3 separate regions of the Sus scrofa genome follow, and regions 1 and 3 are each linked to region 2. Evidence: chromatin contacts called from public HiChIP or PLAC-seq and promoter capture Hi-C data. All regions are on one chromosome and are shown on one strand. Each heading gives the region's core, a stretch centred on a gene start, on an enhancer-like site or on the middle of the called end of the contact. The rest is flanking DNA. Distances are from core to core; before and after follow the strand shown. Region 1 overlaps LIPC (lipase, hepatic). Region 2 holds the start of ADAM10 (ADAM metallopeptidase domain 10). Region 3 overlaps LOC102158936 (a long non-coding RNA gene).

Region 1 (2,768 bases), core at 261-2,760, 280 kb before region 2:
ACAGCTTTCTCTGAGGTTTGGTGATGTCAGCAGAACAGCACCTGAGAAATCTCCTTTCCCGAGGTCTTGCCACTGTTCCAGAACTAGGCCCTCCTGGTGCGTTACTGTCATGCCCTGGCCACCACCTTCACACCACACAGAGTGGCTCCATCCCTGGGATGTATGATCAGGATGATTGATGGTAAAGCAGGAAGAGCTGGAGAGGAGACTCGGAGGGGAAGGTGGGGCTCCGCTTGTCCACTCACATCAGGAGACATTTAAATGACCAGTTCGAGCAGGGGGGTGCACTCTCAGAGGAAGGTGCCTGGGCCTGGATCCACCCACCGATTTAGCCACACACCAGTCCTGGGGTAGGACTCCACCACGTTCAACATTCATCAGCATATGATGGCATGTCATTCACTTGCTGGGGCTACCATAACACAAGACAGCAGACTGGGTGGTTCAAACAGCAGAAATTTATTTTCTTGCCATTCTGGAGTTTAGAAGTTGGAGACCAGAGTATCAGCAGGGCTGATTTCTTCTGAGGCCTCTCTCTTTGGCTAGCAGATGGCTGCCTTCTCTTTATTTTCACATCGTCTTCCCCCCTACGTATGTCTTTGTCCTAATCTCGTTTTCTTGTAAGGACACTAGTTATGGAGTAGGGCCCACTCTAATGACTTCATTTTAATTTAATTACATCTTTGAAGACCCTCTCTCCAAAGGCAGTTACATTCTGACATAATGAGGTCTTCACATATGAATTGGGGGCTAGGGGGTGCAGGTGTGCATGGGTCAGGGAATACGATCCATCCCATGACCTCCAGCAAACACTCTGAAGATCCTGCTCTGACCTGTGTCCTGGGCAAGGCAGTGGAGACACCGCAGGTGTATCTTTGTTCTGTCTGAGCTTTAGCAACTCCCCAGGGTGGGAGAGCTTCTGAGTTAGAAAAGGAGGCTTAGGAGTTCCCGTTGTGGCACAGCAGATATGAATCCAACTAGGAACTATGAGGTTGCGGGTTTGATCCCTGGCCTCACTCAGTGGGCTAAGGATCTGGCATTTCCATGAGCTGTGGTGTAGGTCGCAGATGTGGCTCGGATCTGGTGTTGCTGTGGCACTGGCGTAGGCCGGCAGCTGTAGCTTCAATTAGACCCCTAGCCTGGGAAGCTCCATATGCTGTGGGTGCGGCCCTAAAGAGGAAAAAAAAAAAAAAAAAAAAAGGCTTATAAATATACCTGAGATTGGAAAGTGAATGTAAGTTTGCACACCCTCCAAACCAGGCCCAATCAGGGGGCCTTTGCAGTGGGACTGCAGGAAGCTCTAGCCCAGCTGACGCCCACAGGAGCCAGCTGGCTGCTAGTGGTGGAGGGGGCTTGGCCCTTTCCAACAGCATGATTAAGACTTTCTGGCAGCAGGAGCAATAACTGGCAGGAGGCCAAGAAGAAGCCCTTTCTCTGGCTGCAACTGGGAGTAAGTGATGAAATGCACCCTCTGGCCTGGCGTGGAGGCAGGATGGCCCTCACAGGAGGTGCACAGGGTCAGCCCACACCAGGCTCGCTCTGGCCTGGATAGGCCATGTCCCACACAGACAGGCCATCCCAGCCCGGCCATGGCCTAGATTCAGCCAAGGTCCCCAGGGCAGCTGCCCTGTTTCCCTGGATGCCTGCCACCTTCCCTCCCTGCTCCAGACCCAGAAGGAAGAGAGGATGACCACCAGCTCGAGGACGCAGGGACACAAGGGCACAGGAAGGGTAAACACCGGGGCTCCTGTGCATGTCTGAGCTCTGGGTTCCAGCACAGGCAGGAAATAAACCACAGACTCCCAAGGGAGACTGTGGATGAGAAAACAGAACTGGATTTGGAGTCTAAGAACCTGTTCTCAGTCCAGGCTACGTCGCTTACCCACAGGTAGCCTTGGGCAAATCACCACGGTCTTTAGACCTCTGCTTTTCAGTGGTGAATGGGGTGATCATTAGAGACCCCCACAGGGCTGTTCTGAGGATGAAGTCGGATCATATATGTTATGCGGAAGCTCTTTGCAACTATGCCCTCTTGGCCGTAAAACAAACATTTGTAAGCACCTACTACTTACTAAGTGATTCATGTAATATACCCATTGTTCCCTCCACTTTTTATTACCAAGGTGTTCGGGTATAGAAAAAGTTGAGGCTTGCACAATGAATTACCATATTCCCTCCAGACAGATTCAGTAACTACTAATGCTTTGGTATATTTACTTTTTCTCTCTATGCATATTTATATGTGTGTGTTGCAAAACCATTTTTCTTTCTCTCTCTACATATATATGTATATATTCATTTCATATATAAAATACATATGTCTTTCTCTTCTCTTTCTTTCACACATATGGATGAGCCCACTCTCCAAGGTCTCTTGCAGACCTCTCATCCATGGCACTCAGCTCTTTGCTCTTTAACTACCTGCCACACATCTCTCCCCACAGGACTAGGAACACCTCAAGAGCAGGGACAAGGTGGTCACCATTGTATCCCCAGGATCTATACAGGCCTGGCCTGGAGGAGGCACTTGGCAAGTGACCACTGAGTGGGTACCTCCTTGACAAAGGATAAAGTCACATACACTTTTTTAAAAGTACATGGATTTTAAGTCATTTCATCTGGCAAATTCCAGACCCCTGCTGACAATAATGGAAAAAAAAAAACATGCCAGAGGTGCAGGAGCACCTGCTCAGGTCCTGCTCTGCCTCCCTGTAAAAGTATAGGACAGGGGACTCTGAGATCACATGAGGGTCTTGATGGAGGCTGCC
Region 2 (2,836 bases), core at 40-2,539:
TAAGAACATACTTGGCTCTAACGTCTTAAGTCAAAGTCAAAGAAACAAAAACAATCCACTACATGAAACATTCCGCTATTTCCTAAATTATCAAATTAGTCTTTACTCATGCAAAGCATTCCAGAAAAATTTTCAATCCAATGCTTTTAAACATACTTTGAGGTCTTTATTATGCGCAAGTCAAAAAGTTAACCTAAAATAAAACACTTTACACAACAACAAAAATGATACAGTTGGTCCTGGGATACGCTGGAAATAAATACTGCCTTCAAAACCGAGTGATCAAGAAATTAGCGCTTTCAGCAATTTTAACTCTAATTTGGGGGGTGGAGAGTTGCAACTGTTTTGACAATCCCCTAACTACACAATATGTCTACTCCACCTGACAGTTTAAAAAAACTCTTCAAGTTGGGTCACCCAGGCACTGTCCCTGTAAAAGACCCAATCCAGCCTACAGATCAATGAACAGCCCGTAACTAACGACTTATCTTTCTCGCCACCAAACCCTTTCTCCAGGGCAACGGAATGTTTTCACAGAAGAGAAGCACACCCTCCTGCTATCTCTCTCCAAACAACGGAGCAGCGGCGGCGAACTATGGAGAGCGGTAACCTCCCAGGTCAGACAAGCAGCAGACCACTGCTACCCCTCCACTGGAGGCCCCTCTGCAGAACCGGGTCGGTGTGGATCGCCGCGCCGGGTAAACAACAATAAATATCGCAACTTCACACGAGCCTGCGCAGCGGTTCTCCGCAGCGGAGTGGACTCCGGAATTTGCCACCCGGCAGGGGCCGGGGGCGGACGGGTGAAGAGGGTGAGCGCCGGACAAGGCTGGCAAAGACCGCCGGCCCGGAGGCAGCTGCCCGCCCCGGCGTCTGGTGAGCAGGCTGGAGAGATAGTGCCACCGGCCTGAGCTCCACTGCTCTCGCCTGGCGACCCGACTTTGCTTCTCTGGCAGGCGACCCGAGCCTCCCCTGCTGCTGGGGCGGTAGGGGTGGGGAAGGCCTCGTCGGAGGCTAGGAGCCTCCTCGGCCCGCCAGAGAAGGGAAGGCGGCTGGGGCGCAGGGGACAATAGGGAGCGGGGAGCGCTGCGCGCCGGAGTGGCGCCGCCGGCCGGCGAGGCTGACTGACGCGCCCACCGCGCCGCGCGACCGGGCTCCGCTCGGCCCGGCCGCCGCTGCCGCCGCGCGGTACGCCGTGCTCACGGCGCCCCCGGCGCTTGGTATCGCGCCTTACCTCCCAGCCCCGCTGCCCAGGAGAGGAGCAGAATTAACACTCTCAGCAACACCATCTTCCGCTGCCGCTGCTGGCTGCTGCCGCCGTCTCCTCACGGGTTAACAGCAGCACATCGATCCGGAGGGAGAAGCTGAAGAGGCTTGGTCCAGAGCCTCCAAGAGAAGCCGGGACCTCCCCCGGCAGGAGAACGGCGAAGCACCTCCCTCTCGCCCCACTTCAGGGGCCGGCAAAGCTCCCAGCACCTCCAAAACAGGGACCTCCCTCCCCTTCGTTCGTTTCCTTCCTCCCTTCCCCGCTTTCCTTCCCTCGCTCCTTCCCTCTTCTCTACCTCCCTCCCCCGAGCCCGGGACCTCCGCCTCCTTCCTTGCCACGTGACCCACGGGCGCCCAACCGGCAGGCAGAGCCGCACCCCTTCAGCCCGCCCCTTCCCCTCCCCCAGGCACCCCAGGGACGCGCGCATGCGTGCCGGGGCCAGTTCCCGGGCTGCTAGGCCTGCCGCCGCTTCCTGTCCGCCGGCGGAGAGCTGGGATTGGGCTTGGGAGGCGGGGTTTCCTGGGGCCCCGCCCCCGCACCGGAGCGCAACTCTGCAGACCACAGAGGATTTTATTTTAGTGCTGCTGAGGGCTGTCCCTTGGGTTAAAAGTGAGCGTGAGGGATGTTGAGTGGCCGCTTTCCACTTACTAACTTCACAGGGAATGGAAATTTTGGTTACTTCTTTCTGCTTCTTAGGGTGCGCGACGTCTACCAAGTAAACAAAAGCAAAGTCCCAACAAGCGGTAATTATATTGGCGACAGCCACCAATGAGCAGAACCTAAATGTAACGATCTTCAAACAGCGGAAAACACAGAGCCTAAGCCATATTTCTCTAAACTCTTCACAAATTTGTGTCTCAGACCAGGCCTTAAGCATTCTAAAAGCCCGCAGCCTAAACCACGGGGGTACTGCCGCTCCAACCCCCCAACAAATATCCTCTTTTTCACTCGGTTCCATCTCGGAAGAGAACTCTCAAATTTCCTTCACTCCAGCTTCTTTTTCTTTTTCTTTTTTAAATTGATTGATTGATTGATTGATTGTCTTTTTTTTGCTATTTCTTGGGCCGCTCCTGCGGCATATGGAGATTCCCAGGCTAGGGGTCAAATCGGAGCTATAGCCACGGGCCTACACCAGAGCCACAGCAACGCGGGATCCGAGCCGCGTCTGCAACCTACACCGCAGCTCACGGCAACGCAGGATCATTAACCCATGGAGCAAGGGCAGGGACCGAACCCGCAACCTCATGGTTCCTCGTCGGATTCGTTAACCACTGCGCCACGATGGGAACTCCAGCTTCTTTTTCTTTTAATTTTTTTTTGCTAAAGTATAGTTGATTTACAATGTGCCAATTTCTGCTGTACAGCAAAGTGACTCAGTATACATATATATTTACATTCTTTTTATATTCTTTTCCATCATGGTCTCTGCCAGGAGATGGGATATAGTTACCTGTGCTATACAGTAGGACCTTGTTTATTCATTATAAATGTAATAATTTACATCTACTAACCCCAAGCTCCTAATCCATCCCTCACCCCAACTTCTTTGAAGCTTCTATTTGATTTCTC
Region 3 (2,764 bases), core at 29-2,528, 300 kb before region 2:
ATACCCTATGTTCAACTTTATTTCTGAATGAGAGTCATGATTTTACCTTTTTTAAAAAAATTGTCTTAGAATTATCAAAGCATGTCAGAGCATCTCATGGTTGCATTGTGGAGGACTTAGGCATGACCCAACCCAAATGGTGATGGTGTGTAAATTAGATCTTTTGTAGCATAGTCTCACCCTGACAATTTCCTGTCAAACATTCTGTTATCTCCATGCCAAAACTTCTGGGCAAAGGCTCCAGTCCCCTTATCTTGGCTGGTCTTTTTTTTTTTACTGTTGATTGGGAAAATTAATCTGTGTATAAATTATAAAATTCCATCCTAGTGAGGCAGAATATTAATTCAGGTAGTCAGTGTAGAAACATGGGCTTTGATATATTCTTTAATATGGCTATTGATTAACATTTGTTGCTTAAGGGCTCCAGGGAGTAACATCCCCACAGGCCTTGTTTACTATAGGGAGTGTACCTATGCCCAGATGGACATTAATCTCTAATCCCCTGTGACTAAGTTTATGGGAAGAAAAGGACAAAGAAACCATGAGACCTACAGGACATTTCCACCCCTATAAGCCCTATTGGATAAGGACTGATATGGGTAATTGAGCAAGGCCAATGGGAGAAAACCCCATCTTTCTGGACCCCCACATTGGTACCCCCCCATCTTTAAGGAATAAAAACTCCTATGGGACAATAGAGAGTGGGGGCTCTTCTCCCCCTCCCAGCAGCCCTGGGAGCTATTTGCTTTCCTTTAACAAGCCTTTGCTTGCTTGCTGCATGTGTGTTCCCAGAGTTCATTCTTCGACTGCCGTGAACAAGAACCCGGATTCCGGTATCATTTTTCCGGTATCACCACCATTATGTCTCCATTATTTCTATCTTCTGCTCTGTTTCATGGGCTAAGTGTTTTAGGCTCTTTCCATTAAATAGCTGAGAAAAGGCTTGAGAACATTTGTTCTGAAAATAACATTAATAATAAACACATGATCTACATCTTTATCAGAGGGCAAAAGCACAACTCAATTCCATTTTTTTAACCTTAGATCCACAAAGCTCTCACAGCCATTTCCTACTACACCTGGTAAAACTACTTTTGTTGTGTGTGCTTGTGAGTTAGACAAACGTAATTCAGATTTTATTCCACCACTTACTAGAATATGGATTTGGACAACTCAGTAACCTCCCAAAGCCTCAGTTTTCCTCTCTCTATAAAGGGCATAATCATACATGCGTCATCATAGGTTCCTGAGGTTTCGATGACATCACACAGTCTGGCGTCTTTGGGAGTTGGCCCCTGAACTATTAACCCCTGACTTCTAAGCCTGTCTAGGAATTGATGACTAACCATGACAGCAAGATACCCTATGGAAAAATATAAGCCACTGGCAGCACTTAAAGTAGACACTGGGAACCAGTCCTGATTTTTTGCAGCCAAGGACTTCACTTGCTAACTTCAGAAATCTTTGGTGAGATGAGCATGTGACACGGACCAACCACAAGCTGCTGTAGAGAGGACTGGGGCATTTTGATCTGAGTGGAGCCCCGTTCCTGCCTGATACCCAGAACAAGGACAGTGCCCCTGGCTATCTCATAGTCAGAAGCACTGGGGCCCAGAGAAACAGAGCTGCTACGCTGATGGCCCACCTTCCCAAACTGTGCCCTTCAGTTACTGCAATCAGCCCATTCAGTTCATAGCTTGGTTGGTCTCCCAGAAGAGCCCAGCATGATCACCCCTCACCAAGCCTAATCACGTCCCGAAGCCGCTGGAGAACTCAGGCACAGAGCCTATTCTATGCCCACCTCTTTCCCACAGGGGAGAAAGCCCTTGTCAAACTTGAAGGAGCCAGCAAAGGTCCATGTCTATCTGGCTGTTTAAAGCCACCTTACATCTTTCCTTCCTTCTGCTTCCAAGCATAATGCAAATAGAGAAAAAAAAGTTTCCATAATACTGGAACTACTAAAATCATAAAATGCATTATTATTCCAGAGTATCCAGTCACAAAAAAGGCAGCCCTGGTTTTTTCTTTCTCTCCTTCTTTCTTTCTTTCTCTTTCTTCCTTTCCTTCTTTCTTTCATTGTCTCACAAACCAGCTGAAATTCCGATGGGGAGAATAAATGGGCTACCACAGAGCAGGAAACATACAATTAAACGTAGAAGGAGATCTCGGCTCTTGGCCCCTGTGCAATTCACTTTAGACTTTGGGAAGGAGAGAGTATCAGAGTTTACATGGACCCAGAAGTCCTTAGATCCAGTCCACATAATTAGCTGTGGCCTTATACAAGGAACCTCAGAGTCCCAGTTTTCCCACCCGTCAGAGGAAGTAATTTTTATCTCACTTGTTAACAAAAATCAAATGAGCTCTGATTGTGCCAAGAGTTGTTACAAGCACATTGCATGTGATAATGTTTCATTCTCACACTTCCATTTTACAGATGAGAAAACTGAGGCAAAGAGAGGTTACACTATTTGCACAAGGTCACACAACTAGTCAGAGGCAGAGCCCATGAAGACCTGAATCTGCAAAGGTTAAATCAATGCAGGTGGGATGATCTTGGATGAATATCTGCTTGAAAATGCTTGACACATTTCATTCTTTCAAATAGTCTAAAACACCATCTGCAACCTTATTTTCACCTTTCATTTGTTTGCTTGTCTTAAAGAAAAACAAAAAAGCAGATAAGGAAAAGGTTAGGCTCCAGGCCAACCCCTTTTCTTTTCTGTTTATTTTTTTAGATTTTTATTATTTTTTACTATAGTTGATT

What was found. Promoter capture Hi-C pulls out the DNA fragments that hold promoters and counts their contacts. HiChIP or PLAC-seq counts read pairs in DNA pulled down with a chosen protein or histone mark.
Region 1: a contact with region 2 is called in a promoter capture Hi-C map of fetal liver, with 4 times the contacts expected there. The contact joins the enhancer-like site here to the promoter of ADAM10 in region 2. A contact is called at or near these places in 2 of 5 promoter capture datasets (fetal liver and skeletal muscle), 6 of 47 Hi-C or Micro-C datasets (alveolar macrophages, embryonic fibroblasts, retroperitoneal adipose tissue and 2 more) and 2 of 2 datasets of contacts at active chromatin or transcription factors (alveolar macrophages and skeletal muscle).
Region 3: a contact with region 2 is called in an H3K27ac HiChIP or PLAC-seq map of alveolar macrophages. The contact joins the enhancer-like site here to the promoter of ADAM10 in region 2. A contact is called at or near these places in 6 of 47 Hi-C or Micro-C datasets (heart right ventricle, liver, mesenteric adipose tissue and 3 more) and 2 of 2 datasets of contacts at active chromatin or transcription factors (alveolar macrophages and skeletal muscle).

What each region holds. Positions count from the first base shown.
Region 1 is chr1:113,568,728-113,571,495 of Sscrofa11.1, reverse strand. The region is part of intron 1 of LIPC (lipase, hepatic); the gene reads left to right. All of the region lies in intron 3 of LOC102158936 (a long non-coding RNA gene), which reads right to left. Among named protein-coding and RNA genes, the nearest start is that of LIPC, 14 kb to the left of the region's middle. Within about 2 kb of position 1,510, at least 18 of the 83 cell types and tissues checked have an H3K27ac peak or open chromatin away from gene starts, as enhancers often do. A contact at or near this core is called in fetal liver and skeletal muscle, where this site is marked.
Region 2 is chr1:113,287,933-113,290,768 of Sscrofa11.1, reverse strand. ADAM10 (ADAM metallopeptidase domain 10) reads right to left here and starts at 1,289. Exons shown (of 16, transcript NM_001130531.1): 1 at 1,235-1,289. The coding sequence starts at 1,289.
Region 3 is chr1:113,589,140-113,591,903 of Sscrofa11.1, reverse strand. All of the region lies in intron 4 of LOC102158936 (a long non-coding RNA gene), which reads right to left. It also overlaps a transcript of LIPC not described here. Among named protein-coding and RNA genes, the nearest start is that of LIPC, 6.8 kb to the right of the region's middle. Within about 2 kb of position 1,278, at least 2 of the 83 cell types and tissues checked have an H3K27ac peak or open chromatin away from gene starts, as enhancers often do. A contact at or near this core is called in alveolar macrophages, where this site is marked.